Regions from separate parts of the Nomascus leucogenys genome. Here region 2 is linked to region 1. Evidence: chromatin contacts called from public Hi-C data. All regions are on one chromosome and are shown on one strand. The core of a region is the stretch at or near the end of the contact, and the rest is flanking DNA. Distances in the headings are between cores, read along the strand shown.

Region 1 (3,921 bases), core at 512-3,011:
TAGGGGAGGTTAGGAGAAGGGCCATGACACAGGTATATTGGGGCATTTTTTAGCATATGAGATATGGGAGTCTGTAGTGATGTCTAGGGGACAAGAATAGGGGGGAAGGGAAGACCCAGCAATAGACTTATGCCCAGAACTGTGGAGCAAGTCCATTTTGTGGGATGGGGCCAAGGAGCAAAGGCTGCCAACATGCAAGAGAACCCCGGGGGTTCCTGAGCTTGGGGTGGGGTAGACATGGAGGCCAGCAGTATTGGGTGCCCTAGAAAGTCAGGAGGGCGCAAGGACTGCAAAGATTCTAGAAGGTGAGGGGGATTGGGAGGGTCAAGGCAGGACAGATGGGCATGACAAGGAACATGTGCCTGGAGCCTTTGGAGAGGGAGAGGCTGAAGATGGGGGAAATAGTGGAGATTGCTATTGGTGCAAGACCCCAGAAGCAGCAAGAGCTGTCACAGGGAGTGGAGATCCTGGGAGTGGGGGGTTGGGGACTGGCTGAGGTAGAGAACTTGAAGTAGGTTTTGGTCCCAGAGCTGACATCAAATGTCTTTGTAACTATGGCAACCCACTTAGCTCCTGTTTCCCACCACCCTGCAAAATAGCATGAAACCTGCACAGCCAACTTCACATGTTTATTATTGGAATCCATTGAACTCATGAATATGAAAGTGTTAATACTCTGGGAAGATATTTCTATGGACCATAAACTTGCTGCAGTTTATTTGTGCTTCAGAATTTTTTTCGAGACAGAATTTCCCTCTTGTTGCCCAAGCTGGAGCGCAGTGGCATGACCTTGGCTCACTGCAACCTCTGCCTTCTGGGTTCAAGCAATTCTCCTGCCTCAGTCTCCTGAATAGCTGGGATTACAGGCATGCACCACCACGCCTGGCTAATTTTGTATTTCTAATAGAGACAGGGTTTCTCCGTGTTGGTCAGGCTGGTCTCGAACTCCCAACCTCAGGTGATCCACCTGCCTCAGCCTCCCAAAGTGCCTGGTAGAAATTTTTCTAATTGTTTATTTTCTTTGAGAAGCACTTAACATCCAACTGGTTCTCCAAAGTACTTCTTTTTTGAGTCTTGATCAGGGAATAACACAATTCTGGGGAGTTTTATGTGCACCTGTGTGTTTTTAACCCTCCAGATCTGGCTCTAGATTGTTCACTAGCAAGCCAGATGATATTTTCAGATTCAAATATATTTGTCTAATGAAAGGGTCGAAGTGTTACAAATGTTATCCTTTCTAAATAGTCAACATTTGGAACTAGTGAGATGTATTTTTACCTTTATTATTTTATGGTTGTATTTGAAGCTTGTTTATAAGGAACTTATGTAACTTTATTCTTGAGATGCAGCCATTATATTTTTCTTCTTTTCCTTTACCACATAAGGAATTATTTCCTTCAAATGAACTTAAAATATCTCTCATGAATACTCCTATTTTTAACTGAATATTTCTTTTTTTAAAAAAACTTTTATTTCTCAAAGTTCTGATGGATCGTCTTTTTTTTAACTCTATATAATGGAAATTTTCAAACAAGTGCAGATACAGAGAATGGTATCATGAAGCTTCAGGTAGCCACCAGCGGCTTCAGGGTGATGATTCTTTATTTTCCTCTCTACCCCACTCACGACTAAGGGCCCATGGGCACCATCCAGAGAGGGAGAGAGAGGAGGTCACACTGGACCACAGAATGTGCAGTCATCAATTTAGAGATAGTGGAGGCTGGGGGAGAGGTTGGATGCCCCCAGGGAGAGTGAGAGGCAGACCAGGGAGATTGGAAGCCCGTGGCATTGGGATTGCTGTGGTCCCTGGTCCCTCCACATATGTGATCATCTACGGTATATGAAGGGAACGTGCAGAGACTCGCTTAAAACTGAGGTGACTTAAATTGCTTAGTAAAAGAGGCCCAGTGTCTAAGCAGTTCAATAGGGTGCCCACATACTGAGCAAACGTGTTCTCTTTTTACCGTGGTGACAAAAACTTTTCTTGGCAGGTGGCCAGAGAAAGCTATGTTACTATTGCACTTCTTTAAATATTGAAGCAAGTCTTGGTTGAAGGCCTGAATGATGCCTCCCCTTATATAGAACATTTGGATAAAAGGCCAAAGTGTTACTTTTTTTGAGGATACGTATTTTAAAATGTATATGGTTTATTTTGATATTTAAAAAGAAACAACTTGAAAAGAACAGTCCTGAAACACTTGTCAGTAAGGTGTTGGGATTTAACCAGCCTTTGAGAAAGGGAGAAGAGGCGGGACAGGAATCCGAGACGGAGCACGGAGCAGGGAGCTGGTTTGCTTGTTTGCCACCTTGCTCTGAAGTTGCCACCCAGGGTCACACGTCACTAGAAGTGTTGTCCTCTGGGAGGAGGATGATCTCTGACTGTGGAGAAGAGGCAGCATCCTAGAGGGAGCCCAATTTAACTGGATGCTCAGTGTGAGAGGAGGAGCGCTGGCACTTAGCGGCTGGGTGCTGTGGGCGGGGCCTGCCAGCCCTTGGCTGTCATTTGCCACCTGAGGAACAGGCTGCTTAGTTCCAGCCTCCCGGCTCACCTGGAACCATTTCTCCTGGGAAGCATCATAGCCAAGAGAGTGGATTCCAGGCGGTGAGGGCTTGGTACTCCTTTTGGGGGATCCTGAGTGCCAGGAGGAGAGGATGAAATCGATGGAGTGGGGGAATCGAGGCTGTCCTCATGGAGGAGGAGACAGGATTTGAACCTGGGCCTTCAAGGATGGGGGTAAAGATGGAGAGAAGCAAGATAAGGGACGTTTTAAGCCAGGAGAAACCAGGCTGAGCAGAGGTATGGGTGGGGAGGATAGTAGTTGTTGTTAAGGGGTGCTGGTGTCTAGAGGCCTCCGGGAGGGGTTTTAGGGGTGGCCTGCCTGGATCAAGGATCAGCTTGGATGTGCTCAGCGAGAATGGGGATGCCCATTTCCCTCCATGCAGCTCTGGGCTGGCGGCGGCCCATCTGGATTCTTAGTTCCTGCCCTCTCCCGCTACTTTTTCTGGGAACATCAGACAACTTTCCGATCCAGTGAGCCAGTTTACTTCTCTGTGAAATGAAGACACCTCAGTCACCACTTGACTGTGTATCCAGTTGCGCCCATGGCATATAGACAAGCCCTCACTCAGCTAATGGGTGGGCACTAGGTGGGCAGTGGTTAATTTGTTTTATTATAAGGAGTGTCCTTGATACCTTTATCTCATTTCTCTATTTTTTTTCCCTTCCCCAAAGTATCATACCATGCACTTTAATCCAATATTATTTTTATGTATTTTTTATTCTTGTGGAGACAGGGTCTCTCTATGTTGCCCAGGCTGGCCTCGAGCGATCTTCTCACCTCCACCTCTCAAAGCACTGGGATTACAGGTGTAAGCCACTGTGCCTGGCCTAGTACAACATTATTTAAAAATCTCTACACATGCCTATTCTGCAGAACTTTCTGCACTCTTTGTGCCTCCTTTTGGAAGAGCGAGTCAGGCAGCTCTCTCCAAGCTGCTCCCCTACAAGACTCCAGATGGATAAGCCAAGGAGTCCTGCAGTCTGAAGTTGTAGTGCCTCACTTTCTGGTGTCCCCTTCACTGTAACCAAGGGCATATTCTCTTTTAAGAAAATGTGTCACTGGAAACCTTCATCCTAACTACCAAGAAATTGAGACTTCCCAAAGCAGTTTATTAAATTACTTAAAATACAATGAATGTCATTGGTATAATTGTAAATATTTATTGAAGTTACAAAAGGTTATTTTTAATATGCTATATGTAATCTCAAGTTGCAGCATGTTCAAACAATGCTTTTCTGATTTTGAGGTTATATTTTTATTTTGGAAGGAAGACAAATGTAAACGTTTATCTTGCAGGGAAATGTCAGGGATGCTCTCAAAGTCTACAGTTCTTTTTTTTTTTTTTTAAGACAAGGTCTCA
Region 2 (3,921 bases), core at 854-3,353, 88 kb after region 1:
GGGCATGAGAACCGTTTTCCACGCCCCTATGATTGCATCCCCAACCAATCAGCAGCACCCATTCTCTGGTTCTCTGGCCACCAAACTATCCTTGACAAACCCTAACCTCCGAGCCCTCAGGGAGACTGATTAGAGTGATAACACCAGTTGTTTCATGTGTCGGGCCTTGCATTAATTAAGCTATTTCTTTACTGCGGTACCACGGTCTCAGTGAATTGGTTTTGTCTGTGCAGTGAGTGGGAGGAACCTGTCAGGTGATTAAAATAATGGGGCTTGTGATTGACATTGGAAGTTGGGGGGCAGTCTTGTGAGGATGAACCCTCAACCTGTGGGATCTGACACTATCTCCAGGTAAATCGTGATTGAACAGCTGGCGTCTGCTGTGGAATTGCTTGCTTGCCTGCTTATTGGTGGAGAGAAATCCCCACACATCTGGTCACCCAGGTTTTCTGTGCTGGTGGTTGTGGTGTGAGAGCAGAGGAAAAACAGTGTGTTTTTCATTCATCCCTAGTGAAAAGAAGACTAGCTCTGGAGAACTCTTAGATCAAAGCAATCTCGTTATGTATCAGTGGCATGCCCTGGCTTTCGAAAAGTTGAGGTTATGTAAGAGGTATTTTCCCTGCCTCTTATCCAGGAGGTTCTGTCTGAGTGCCAAAGTCAGCAAAGCAGTCCTCTAGGCTCTTCCCACTGAAGAGGTAGAGAAACTTTCAGTCACTTTGAAACTGAAAGTTGCCTAATCTGGGGTCCTTTAAGGACTGCCGTCTCCTCTATATTCCCACATTTCTCCTGGCTGTTGTCCAGGGCTCTCCAGATTTCTCTGAAGGCCCTGAGCTGCCTGCCACCTGCCAGAGTCCCTGCTACCTGGCGATTACATTTGCCAAGGCAGAAGGCTTCTTGCCTCCTCAGTGTGAGCCCCACCACAGCAGCAGCCCCACTTCAGCTCCCCGTGAGAAGTTCCAGCTCCCCGTGAGAAGTTCCACCAGCAGGGACCCTCTCTTGTTTTGTTCAAACTCTGCTTGTCCCCAGCTGATGTACTGGGGGGAGCCTAGAACCCAGGGAGGGCAGGTTGCTGAACTGACCCTCTGCCCTAGCCAGTGTCTGAGGTGGATGCTCTTTCAATGGTCACTTTTTCTGGCTCAAGCCCATGATAGGAATGCCAGGAACCCACCAAGGGGGAATGAGGTCTCCCAGGATCCTTCTTTGCCCTGTCCAGACATTCAGGCCACAGAGCTGTCACCCCGGTTCCTACCCATACCATCATGTCAGTGGTCTGGGGCTTTCTTGACAATTGTGAACAGAGTTAGGGGTCTGGAGAAAGGGGAGCAGCTGTATTCCTGCCCTCTGCCATCCTGGTCCCCCACTTACCAGTGAGTCCAGGTCTGGGAGTAGAGGCACCTGGGGCACAGGATTGGGAATGAAGCATGAGAAGGGCATGGAGGAGGGAGGGCAATGAGAGCTTCCCTTCCTTGAACTGTGCCTGGTGAGGTGTGAATCCAGTGGCCCAGGGCAGGGATTGGGCGGCTGCCAGAGAACAGTAACCAGAGGAGCTGCAGGATACCCGCCCACCCTGTGGGCATGGGAAGCAGGCTGGGGCAGGCTGAAGGTCAGGCAGGATGCCCCCACTGGTGGGTGGCTGAGGAGGGTCTTCTTGTTGGCAGCACTGTTGGCCTAGCACTGTGGGGAGGCAGCCAGGGAAACAGAAACCACAGTTCACAGCCCTGACGCAGGCCCTGGGCCCACTGGCTGGAGAAGCCTGAATTATTAACCTCGGGAGAGGCCAGCTGGCATGAAGGCCAAGGGGACTGAATTGACTCCTCCCAGCTCCGTTCAGTCACCTAGGAGGTGAAGAATTCAGCAAGCCCTGGTTCTGGTTGCCCCAATGTGACCAGCTCTGTAAACAGGGAGCCTGGCTGGTCTGGCACAGGCTGCAGCCAGGGCTGTTTGGCCCCCGCCTCCTACAAGCTCCTCCTGGATTTCTCAGGGCCGTGGCCTTTTGTTTACAGGCTCCCGCCTCACCTTCCTCTCCCAGCCCCGAGCCTCTCTGCTGAGCACATTTTTAGCATTCCCTCAGAGCAGCTTTGCTTTTCCCCTTCCCACAAAAGAAGACCCTGCAGCTGCAGACACGCTGTGGTTTCCAGAGCCTCGGCTGTCATGGGGACAGTCACCAGGGTCCACCTGCACTCAGATGCTGTCCTGGGGGAACTGGCTGGCAAAACCCCTTCCACCCAGCTGGAGGGGTCCGGAGGAGGCCAAATCCACTCCCACATCTGCTCTGGGCTAGCTTTGGAGTTCCCCTCTGAGCAGACAGGGCTAATGTGTCCCATTTCCAATGACTGAAAAAGAAAGGTCGAGGGGCTGGGCGCAGTGGCTCATGCCTGTAATCCCAGCACTTTGGGAGGCTGAGGCGGGTGGATCACCTGAGGTCAGGAGTTCAAGACCTGCCTGGCCAACATGGCAAAATCCCATCTCTACTAAAAATACAAACATTAGCCCGGTGTGGTGGTGTGCGCCTGTAATCCCAGTTACTCAGGAGGCTGAGGCAGGAGAATCTCTTGAACCTGGGAGGGGGAGGTTGCAGTGAGCTGACATCATACCACTACACTCCAGCCGGGCGACAGAGCAATACTCTATCTCAAAAAAAAAAGAAAAAGAAAGGCCGAGGGACCCACCTGAAGTCATGGCAGTTGGAATAGTGCCCATGAAACCTAGAGGGAGAGGCCAGGTCCCAGGCTGTGCCACCTGCCATGGATCTGGAACCCTGGGGCAAGAATGAATCTGGTGGGTCTGAGGATGATCTGGGTCGTCTGTGGATCCAGACAGCCCTGTCTGGTTTTCTTTCCTGCTGTCTTTTCTATGAACGCCTATATTTTGCAAAACCACTGATGTCCCGCTAGGACGCAGGCCAGCTAGCTTCCTTAGGACCACAGGACATCCCTGGGCCTCTCCCTTCTTTGATAGCTCAGCTCACTATTTCCTCCCTGGGGACAGCTGTGGGCCTCACATTCCCGTTTCCTTTCCCCTGGGAAATAGGAATGGGAAAATTGTCCAAGACTTGAAAATGGAGCAGAGATTCCTGCAGGTCCTTTGAGTCATGTCAGCTTTGGGCGTTGTCTGGCAGGCCTGTCCGAGGAATTACCTGACTTTCTAGGGGTGTAGACCTTTGTCTAACGTGCTATTTACTACTCATTAGGTTATTTTACAACTTTATGACAAAGGCATAGGAAACTGACAGGGTGCAGGCTTGTTTTATAGTGACACAAATAAAAGTATTTTAGTCAAAAGGCCAGGGAGGACACTCATTCTATTTTATGGAATGAAGTATTGCCCCATAAAAAATTGTAAAAACAAAGGAAAAGGGGGAAAAAAAGGCTAAGTCCGGGCGCAGTGGCTCACGCCTGCAATCCCAACACTTTGGGAGGCCGAGGTGGGCAGATCACCTGAGGTCAGGAGTTTGAGATCAGCCTGGCCAACATGGCAAAACTCCCACATCTCTACTAAAAATACAAAAATTAGCCAGGCATGGTGGTGGATATCTGTAATCCCAGCTACTCAGGAGGCTGAGGTGGGAGAATCGCTTGAACCTGGGAGGCAGTGGTTGCAGTGAGCAGAGATCATGCCATTTCACTCCAGCCTGGGCAACAGAGCAAGACTCCATCTTAAAAAAAAAAAAAAGAAGAGAAAGAAAGGCTAAGGTTTTATATAAAGTGATTTAACAATATTACTTTAATATTCTTTTCTTCAGTGATTGTAACTATTTTGATGTCTCTTACATTTTTTTTTAAAACAGCTCTATCATCCTGCTGTTTCTCTCACTGATTAGTTAAACACTTTTTAGATACATGTTCATTCTATATTTGTGTGAAAGCCATGTTTTAAAATTTAATTTTGAAAAATTAACATCTGGCAAAATTGAGGGTTTTC

What was found. Hi-C and Micro-C count contacts between places; a contact is called where the count stands out from the background.
Region 2: a contact with region 1 is called in a Hi-C map of a lymphoblastoid cell line, with 2.6 times the contacts expected there. The contact joins two enhancer-like sites. A contact is called at or near these places in 2 of 4 Hi-C or Micro-C datasets (a lymphoblastoid cell line and an unstated tissue).

Annotation. Positions count from the first base shown.
Region 1 is chr14:26,727,735-26,731,655 of Asia_NLE_v1, forward strand. The region is part of intron 1 of B3GNT2 (N-acetyllactosaminide beta-1,3-N-acetylglucosaminyltransferase 2); the gene reads left to right. Among named protein-coding and RNA genes, the nearest start is that of B3GNT2, 9.1 kb to the left of the region's middle. Within about 2 kb of position 1,762, the one cell type or tissue checked has an H3K27ac peak away from gene starts, as active enhancers do. A contact at or near this core is called in a lymphoblastoid cell line, where this site is marked.
Region 2 is chr14:26,815,333-26,819,253 of Asia_NLE_v1, forward strand. No RefSeq gene overlaps it. Among named protein-coding and RNA genes, the nearest start is that of B3GNT2, 97 kb to the left of the region's middle. Within about 2 kb of position 2,104, the one cell type or tissue checked has an H3K27ac peak away from gene starts, as active enhancers do. A contact at or near this core is called in a lymphoblastoid cell line, where this site is marked.